3 separate regions of the Mus musculus genome follow, and all the other regions are linked to region 1. Evidence: chromatin contacts called from public HiChIP or PLAC-seq and promoter capture Hi-C data. All regions are on one chromosome and are shown on one strand. The core of a region is the stretch at or near the end of the contact, and the rest is flanking DNA. Distances in the headings are between cores, read along the strand shown. Region 1 holds the start of Zfp593 (zinc finger protein 593). Region 2 holds the start of Sh3bgrl3 (SH3 domain binding glutamic acid-rich protein-like 3). Region 3 overlaps Cep85 (centrosomal protein 85).

What was found. HiChIP or PLAC-seq counts read pairs in DNA pulled down with a chosen protein or histone mark. Capture Hi-C pulls out chosen DNA fragments and counts their contacts.
Region 2: a contact with region 1 is called in a promoter capture Hi-C map of adipose tissue. The contact joins the promoter of Sh3bgrl3 here to the promoter of Zfp593 in region 1. A contact is called at or near these places in 17 of 39 promoter capture datasets (the 3T3-L1 cell line, 3T3-L1-derived adipocytes, the HPC-7 cell line and 9 more), 13 of 484 Hi-C or Micro-C datasets (B cells, CD8 T cells, the N1E-115 cell line and 7 more), 8 of 115 datasets of contacts at active chromatin or transcription factors (the SCID.adh cell line, T-cell acute lymphoblastic leukemia, cardiomyocytes and 3 more) and 4 of 9 other capture datasets (adipose tissue, embryonic stem cells, liver and 1 more).
Region 3: an H3K4me3 HiChIP or PLAC-seq map of bone marrow-derived macrophages shows a contact between it and region 1, with 4 times the contacts expected there. The contact joins the enhancer-like site here to the promoter of Zfp593 in region 1. A contact is called at or near these places in 1 of 39 promoter capture datasets (the 3T3-L1 cell line), 1 of 484 Hi-C or Micro-C datasets (erythroblasts), 3 of 115 datasets of contacts at active chromatin or transcription factors (bone marrow-derived macrophages, embryonic stem cells and memory CD8 T cells) and 3 of 9 other capture datasets (adipose tissue, liver and pancreatic islet).

What each region holds. Positions count from the first base shown.
Region 1 is chr4:134,244,305-134,246,910 of GRCm38.p6, reverse strand. Zfp593 (zinc finger protein 593) reads left to right here and starts at 1,320. Exons shown (of 3, transcript NM_024215.2): 1 at 1,320-1,607; 2 at 1,824-1,886; 3 at 1,981-2,606. The coding sequence starts at 1,408. The coding sequence ends at 2,122. E130218I03Rik (RIKEN cDNA E130218I03 gene) reads right to left here. Exons shown (of 5, transcript NR_040436.1): 3 at 2,498-2,606; 4 at 1,809-2,004; 5 at 1,038-1,488.
Region 2 is chr4:134,127,433-134,130,038 of GRCm38.p6, reverse strand. It overlaps Sh3bgrl3 (SH3 domain binding glutamic acid-rich protein-like 3), which reads left to right and starts at 1,306. Exons shown (of 3, transcript NM_080559.2): 1 at 1,306-1,423; 2 at 1,954-2,121; 3 at 2,233-2,606. The coding sequence starts at 1,376. The coding sequence ends at 2,298. Cep85 (centrosomal protein 85) reads left to right here. Exons shown (of 14, transcript NM_144527.3): 14 at 1-181.
Region 3 is chr4:134,158,919-134,161,524 of GRCm38.p6, reverse strand. All of the region lies in intron 3 of Cep85 (centrosomal protein 85), which reads left to right. Among named protein-coding and RNA genes, the nearest start is that of Cep85, 27 kb to the left of the region's middle. Within about 2 kb of position 1,289, at least 56 of the 459 cell types and tissues checked have an H3K27ac peak or open chromatin away from gene starts, as enhancers often do. A contact at or near this core is called in adipose tissue, bone marrow-derived macrophages, erythroblasts and 2 more, where this site is marked.

The DNA of each region.
Region 1 (2,606 bases), core at 71-2,570:
GGGATCCGGTGACTTCATGAAAGATGCACCAGTCTCCCCAGCTGGCACAGTGCCAGGCAGGTAAACTTGATCCCACGGATTCTGAGGTTGGGGCAGGCTTGTGCCATTTCAGCCCCAAGTCTTGACCCAAATTGGCCAAAGTTAATAAAGTCAGCTTTTTGGAGAGTCCATTTTTCTGCCTGCAGTCGGGAATACTGATGGCGGCTCAATAGCTGTAGAAAAAGTTTTCCACTTGAGTGGAGTCTTGAGTCCAGGAGCCATACCTATGCATCCTGTGATCGCTGCCATTCTAGCTGGGTCCTCATCAGGGTCCCACCCTGTGTCTACCCAGTCCTCATAAGTTGGAGTTGGAAGATCCCAGACCTCCAGTCAGCACGCTGGGCTTCCATTTCACTTCGGGTCTGGCCTAGAAACCTGTTCTCCCCAGGGATGCACGTGCCTCACTCCCTGTTTCCTGGCAACTGGTTCCAAAGAGCCAGAATGCTTAATTATTGCTGAGGTCCTCTGCCCCCATATAGTGGAGCTGGCTCTGGCCAGCCTGAGAGGCACCAGGCCAAGATGAGCAGAGGCACCATTTCTTGGTCATTTCCCCCTTTCCTGCCAGCCCTCCCTGGGCATAAAGAAAGAAAGCAAAGGTGGGGGGCTTCTTCTAGGGACATTTCCTCTTGGGCTAGTGATGTGGTGCCCCACCCCAAACTCCTCTGTTAGACTGCCTGCCTGGATTATATGAAGCCCTGGACACCAACCCCAGTTCTGAAGAACCAAGCAAGCAAGCAGCCAACCAACCAACCAACAACAGACAAAAAGCTCTTTTTGTAAAAAGAGCTGAGCACTCTTCAAGGACAGACCCCTTAGGTGGTAGATTCTTTGTGAAACAATTTTCTGCTTTTTGCCCCAGGAATTTGCTTGAGAGTGGGGGAGGGAGAACAGAGGAGAGATGTAAAATGAAACGCCAGTGGGGGGTAGGTGAGGAGAACAAGGCTCTTTGTTAGAACCTAGGGGTATCTCTGGGTGACCCATCCATGATTCCACACTAATTCTCATTTATGAAGTAATTTATTCATGGCACAAGCAACAGTGCTTCCAGAGACGTTAAAAGCATCCCCTACCACTGAAATTCGGGGTGTGGAAACCGGCAAGTGAGGATGGGGCGGGCAGAATAGTGGGACCGGCTCCCCTCAAGCCCGCTCACGCCCCGCGAGAGCCCAGTCACTATCATCGACGACCATCTGGGGGCGCTCAAACGGCCAACCCGACCGTGACGTCATCAGAGGCAGTCTGTCCAATCCTGCTCCGCCCCCGGGCGGGCCTCTCGTGACGTCACTGGGCGGCCCGGAAGCGCCAACACGTGTGGGTCTTTTCCCTACTCCCTGTTTCTTGGTCTTGTGTGTGGGTGTCTCTCTGATCATGGGTCGCTCTCGGCGGACCGGCGCGCACCGAGCACATTCCTTAGCCCGCCAGATGAAGGCCAAGAAGCGGCGGCCGGACCTGGATGAGATTCATCGCGAGCTGAGGCCGCAGGGGCTCCCGCGGCCCAAGCCGGAGCCGGACGCGGAGCCCGACCCGGACCTGCCAGGGGGCGGCCTGCATCGCTGTCTGGCTTGCGCGTGAGTCCAGCCTGGGGAGGAGCAGGGTCTGAGGTACTAGCTAGGGGCAGCGAGGTCCGGGCCGCGAGCCGCTAGAAGGTTCTGTCTTGGGATCCCTGGGTCAACCCGCCACTTATCACTTCGGGTTCAGAATCCGATGTCTGGGAACGAGCTAGGGCCAGGGAGGTGTGAGAGACCTCACCCCTTCACTCTTTCCCTCACCCTACATTCCTGCAGGAGGTACTTCATCGATTCAGCCAACCTGAAGACCCATTTCCGATCCAAAGACCACAAGAAAAGGTATGGAGGGGTCAGTAGAGGACTGGCGGATGGGTGCCATGCAGGAAGGGTTTGCACTCGGTGAGCTCCGATCTCCAACTCTTCTTTTTCCCAGGCTGAAGCAGCTGAGTGTCGAACCCTACAGTCAGGAAGAAGCTGAGAGGGCAGCGGGCATGGGCTCGTATGTTCAACCCCAGCGGCTGGGCGTGCCCACAGAAGTGTCCACTGATATCCCTGAGATGGACACGTCCACCTGAGTGGCCTAAGGATGCAGGGCAGAGGAACTGCCCATGGGCAGTGGTTCATCAGCCAAGCTGAGAGTGTGTATTTTGGATTTCCGGTTTGCGGAGATGCTCTCTTCCGGGTGTTCTGCCCAAAATAAAGGACCTGGACAAGAGGGCACACCTCCGATACTAACTTCCCTTACCAGGGGTTTCTGGGCCAAGATGTCTACTCCCTACTAGGTCCAGCTTTGGAACGGGTATCCTCCCCCTGCTTCTTTGGATCTAGGCTGGAGTCTGGCTAGGTACAGCGTAAAACTTGGGAGTAGGATCTAGCGATGGCTGAGACTAATCCCCAAGGGGAAAAAAGTGGGATTCGGATATTGCAGCCCCCTCCCCTGAATCGCCTACCTCCAAGCCTGGGCGAGAGGCTACCCGCCTCATCACGGGGCCTGTGATGGTTGCCGCTGCTTCACCATCTTCCATACTGCATAGCAGGAGCCACCTAACCCGAGGACAG
Region 2 (2,606 bases), core at 57-2,556, 120 kb after region 1:
GGCTGCTGCCTCCTTAAAACAGAGCTTCCTGGTTGGTTTCCACCCTGTTATCGGGAGCCCAGCCTCCATGCTCACGGGTATTTTTCTTCGTAAAGTTTATAAAGTTATTTATATGACTCTTTGTTAAGTCGACTGGTTTGTATTGCCTATTTTGATTACAGAATAAAACATTTAACAAACACTCCGGTTTCCTAGTGCCTCCCAGCGTCCCCTGCCAGCCTGCCTGTGACTCTTTTGAAGTGAGTTTAGGCAGATCCAGTGTGGAGGCTCAGTCTTCCCACTTCTGCTCTGGGTGGCGACAGATTAGTCTCTGCCCACACTCCTGTGTTGCAGAGAGCAACCGCCGCCAGTTGTCACTACAAAGTTGCACACCTCTCAGAGGTCAGCAGCTTCTGGGTTTCTGTGGCTTTGAGGAAATGACTTCCCCAGAAGCAGACAGGCAGTTTGCCTCAGCAGGCAGCAGAATTGTGTTGTTCCTGCGCCATTATTTATGTAGCCCCAGGTCTACTCTTGGGGCCTATAGTGAACCTGACAGAGCTTGATCCACAGTTGGAATGGGTGCTGGACTCTCTTCCATCTCATTAGCTGAATTCTTAAAGTTCAAAGATGTGGGGTGTCATTTGCAATGTAAAGGTAGAGTTAAGTTGGGATCACCCCAAAAATAGCTGTGCCAAGGGCCAGTGCAAGCCAGGTTAAGTCGGGGCACCAGCCTTTGACTCCGCACACTAGCACGCTCGCTGTCCCGCAGCCTACTTCCTCCCCCTGGCTCCTGAAGGGTGTGAGCCGCTCCCCCACCCCCTCGCTTACAGCCACCACCCCTTTCTTGTCTGAGCCTGTTTGAGTGGAGAGGTGCTTTAGAGAAAATGTCCTGGCTGCACTGGCCCTCCCCGCCCTCCAGCGCCCCACCACAGCTTTCCCCCCGGCCCTTGCTGTCTAAGCTTGCGAACTGACCCGCCTTCCAAAGTTCCATACTGAGCTGTGCTATTAAGAGACCGGGAGACCTGGGTGGCACTGCTTTGGCCACTGAATGTACACAACCCGGGTAGACTGGGGAAAGCTTTTAACTGAACCGGTCCGCCTGCCTTCCCAGCTTTTTCTGCCTTTTAGCCGGTCCCCAGCATGGGGCTGAGGGGGAAGTGGGGGAGCCAAGTAGCTGCAGAGGACAGGGGTCCTCCCGGCTCCAGGCCACGGAGCAGGGCGGGGTCATGCAGGCCCCGCCTTACCCGCCTGCGCAGCTCATTGGTCCCGAGAGCAGTGACTCGCGGGCGGAGCAGGAAGGAAACCGCTCCCAAGCGCGGCGGCGGCAGCGTAGTTCCTAGCCGTGCAGCTGCCGCTCCCACCGTCCCTCAGTTGGTCTGTGTCCCCCGCCTGCAGCATGAGTGGCCTGCGCGTCTACAGCACGTCGGTCACCGGCTCCCGAGAAGTAAGTGTGTGCCTGGGCCGGCGCCCGGAGAGGGTGGGCCGTCTCTGTGCTCCGACCAGCGCCCGGGAGCCGCCCCCACGATGGAAGCAGTGAGGTGCGGGGTATGGCCTCCCAGGTCTGGTCCAAGGGCTGGGCCCAGCCTGAACCCCCGCACCAAGGGCCCCTCGGCATCCCCAGCGTGAGCTGCCCACGCTCATTCCCCCAGTATAGGGCCATCCATTCTCTTGCACCAACCCCCGACCGCTTTAATCCCGCTTCCTCTCCACTGTGCGGCTGTGGAGGAGGAGATGTGTCTTGTAGAGAGGGCCTGCCCCTCGCCGAGTCTAGCTTCCCTGTCATGCACAGAACTTGCCCGTCTTCTTTCTGAAACTCTAGTAGTTTACCTGTCTATCCTTGGACCCTTCCCATCCCTTAGTGGCCAGAACCTCCCCTCAGAGTGGGCAGGATAGAAGCTGTTGCTCACACCCGAAGGAATTCCTCCCACAAATCCTTCAGCTTGCCTGCCAACCCTGTCAATCCTCCGCCCCTAGATCAAGTCCCAGCAGAGTGAGGTGACCCGCATCCTAGATGGGAAGAGGATCCAATACCAGCTAGTGGACATCTCCCAGGACAACGCCCTTCGAGATGAGATGCGAACCTTGGCTGGCAACCCCAAAGCTACCCCACCTCAGATTGTCAACGGGAACCACTACTGTGGGGTATGGGGTTTGGGTTCTGGGAGGTGTTGGAGGACTGCAGCCAGGGTCAGACCTGGGCAAACAACTGGGGTGCCCTGCACCTCGACTCAGGTGACTGCCTCCCTTCCTCAGGACTATGAACTCTTCGTGGAGGCCGTGGAGCAGGACACACTGCAGGAGTTCCTGAAGCTGGCCTGAGTCAGGATGGCCACCGATCCTATCCAGCTAGCTCTTCACCAGGCCTTGTAACCAACTCCTTGTCGTCCTAATCTGCAAACCCAGACCCAGACCCTTTCCGCAGCCGCCTCCTCTTCCTCCAGAGGCAACATTCCTTATTCACCAACTAGTCTCAAAAGATTGTCTTAAGCCCTGACGATGGCTGTCCCCAGCCACACCTTGGGGCATCCTCTCTGCCTGGCCCTGTCTGATGAGCATTTCTGTTGCTTCCATCAGCCAGAGCTCTGCCAAAGGCCCCGCATCCCCATCCTAGGAGTGCCCTAGAGACA
Region 3 (2,606 bases), core at 40-2,539, 85 kb after region 1:
AAAGGCTGAGGGAGACTCATTAGGTCCCTGGGTTATCCCTTTTACCTTGGCCAAATTGGTGGGGCTTCTGCCCGCGTTTTGGAGACCCGCTAAGAGCAACTGGCGATAGAGGACTAGGTGGTTCCTACCTTCTGTAGTGGTGTAATCCCAATCGGGGCGTTCAAGGGGAAAAGCAGCATTGACTTCATTAGGCAACTGAGTGGGGCGTCCATCATTGCCCCGGACTGCCTTTCTAGCCTCTAGGAGCACCCGCTGCTTTTCTTCTCCGGTCAGCAGGGTCCCCAACAACTGCTGACAGTCGTCCCAGGTGGGCTGGTGGGTGATGAGGACGGACTCAATCAAGGCCGTCAATTTACCTGGATCTTCAGAAAAGGAAGGGTTATTATTTTTCCAATTGTATAAGTCCGAGGAGGAAAACGGCCAATACTGAAGCTGGCCATCTCCCCCCATGCGGAGTGGGAATGCCTGGGAGGAGGTGGAGTCCGCTGCGGGAGGGTCCCTCCTTCCCCGCAGTCGAGACACCATGGGAGAAGGGGGGGAAACCTCGGAGGTGGCGGCCGCCTCTTCTTCATCGTTCCCTCTGGCAGAGGAGGAAGGTTGTGCTCCGTACGGCGGGGGGTCCTCTGTGAGAAGGTCAATGAGAGGTCCGCCGTTATCAGGGAGAACCTGGGGCTTAGGAGGTTTGGTCTTTATAGAGGGGGTAAGGGCAGGGTAAAGGGCAGATCGGGACGGAGGTTGCGCAGAAGGACCGGGCGGGAGGACGGGAGCTGTCGGTAAAGGAGGGGGTTTTGGAGAGACAAACGGTTTGACCCACGGAGGGGGGTCATAGGCAAGTGCCTCCCAGGTGACGATATATGGGACCTGATCCGGGTGTCCGTGGGGACCAGGACAAAACACTCTAGACTTGACCTGAGAGATAATACCTAAATTAAAAGTACCATCCTGAGGCCATCCCACATTGAAAGTTGGCCATTCGGCGGAACAGAAGGTAACCCAGCGCCTCTTCCTGACATCCACAGACTGATTGGATGCAATGCGCTGGACATCTCCCCAGTGCTGCAAGGTTAGACTCAGAGGGGTAGTTACGGTCTGTCCCATGATCTCGAAAACACTTAAAGACAGGAGAAAACTAACGAAGGACAAAAGGACAACAAACAAATCAGACGCGCGGCGCGGTTTCGGCGTAAAACCGAAAGTAAAAAATTCAGACGGGGGAGGGAAGTGTCTCCGCCTCTCGTCCCCCAACAAAGCCACGTGCCCCTCGGACAGTGGAGGAGCTCCAAAAAGTCCGACTCGGGTAGGTTAACTGATACAGAATGGGCCACAAAACGGGCCCCCGAGGCCGCTGGGACGTCTCCCAGGGCTGCGGCCGGGAATACGAACTCGTCAGTTCTTCCGCAGAACCGCCAGATACAGATCTAGTTAGCTAACTAGTACAGACGCAGGCGCAAACATTAGATGCCGGCACAAACACGCAACACGCACGGAGACAGAGACAGACACGAAACGACCGCTGGCCAGCTTACCTCCCGGCGGGGGTCGGTGGTCCCTGGGCAGGGGTCTCCTAATCTCGGTGGAACCTCCAAATGAAAGACCCCCGAGGTGGGTGGTCAATCAATCTGAGGAGACCCTCCCAAGGATCAGCGAGACCACGATTCGGATGTAATCAGCAAGAGGCTTTATTGGGAACACGGGTACCCGGGCGACTCAGTCTGTCGGAGGACTGGCGCGCCGAGTGTGGAGTTCTTACCCTTTTTATAGGGCTGGGGCTGGGGAGCAAAAAGCGCGGGTACAGAAGCGAGAAGCGAGCTGAGTGGTTAGTTCAAATCAAGGCTTGGGGTATTTCCTGGTCATTTGGGGAACCTGAAACTGAGGTGGGACTTTTTCAGAAACTGTTGCTGGTTCCGCTTTATCTGGGTACCATCTGTTCTTGGCCCTGAGCCGGGGCCCAGGCGCTTGACCACCGATATCCTGTTTGGCCCTTGTCCTAGTATTATTCAGCCTTGATTTGTAACTGTTAATCTTTAACTGAACTTCCTTGTAACTTTTGAGAGCTCAGCTCTGGTACTTTTTCATGCCTTGCAAAATGGCGTTACTGCAGCTAGCTTGCTAAGCCTTATGGTGGGGTCTTTCATGTTTTATTTTTATTGAGGCTAAGGGAAAGTGCTTACCCAGAGTTTAACTTCCAGCACCACAAGCACACAGTGATTTTGTTTGTTTGTTTGTTTGTTTGCTTGTTTACTTGCTTGCTGAAATCTTGTCCTTCCATCACACCCACACCCTCTCCCTCCCCTCTTCCTTCCTCTTCTTCCTTTTTATTCTTTCCTTTCCTTCCCTATGTCCCCCCCCCACCCTCTTTCCTTTCTTTCACGAGGTGTCTCATCTGTCCCAGGCTGTTCTAGAACTTATATGTAGCAAAGGATGGCCTTGACCTTCTTCTCTTCCTATCTCCACTTTCTGTTTGTGGGCATATGCTATACTACCCAGTTTAAGCAGAGTTAACCCAGGACTTCATGGATGCTGGCAAGCAGATGCAGTCTACCTACCCTAGAGCTCATTGACTCAGCTAGACCGTGTCCGACAAGACTGTGTCCGACAAGCCTCGA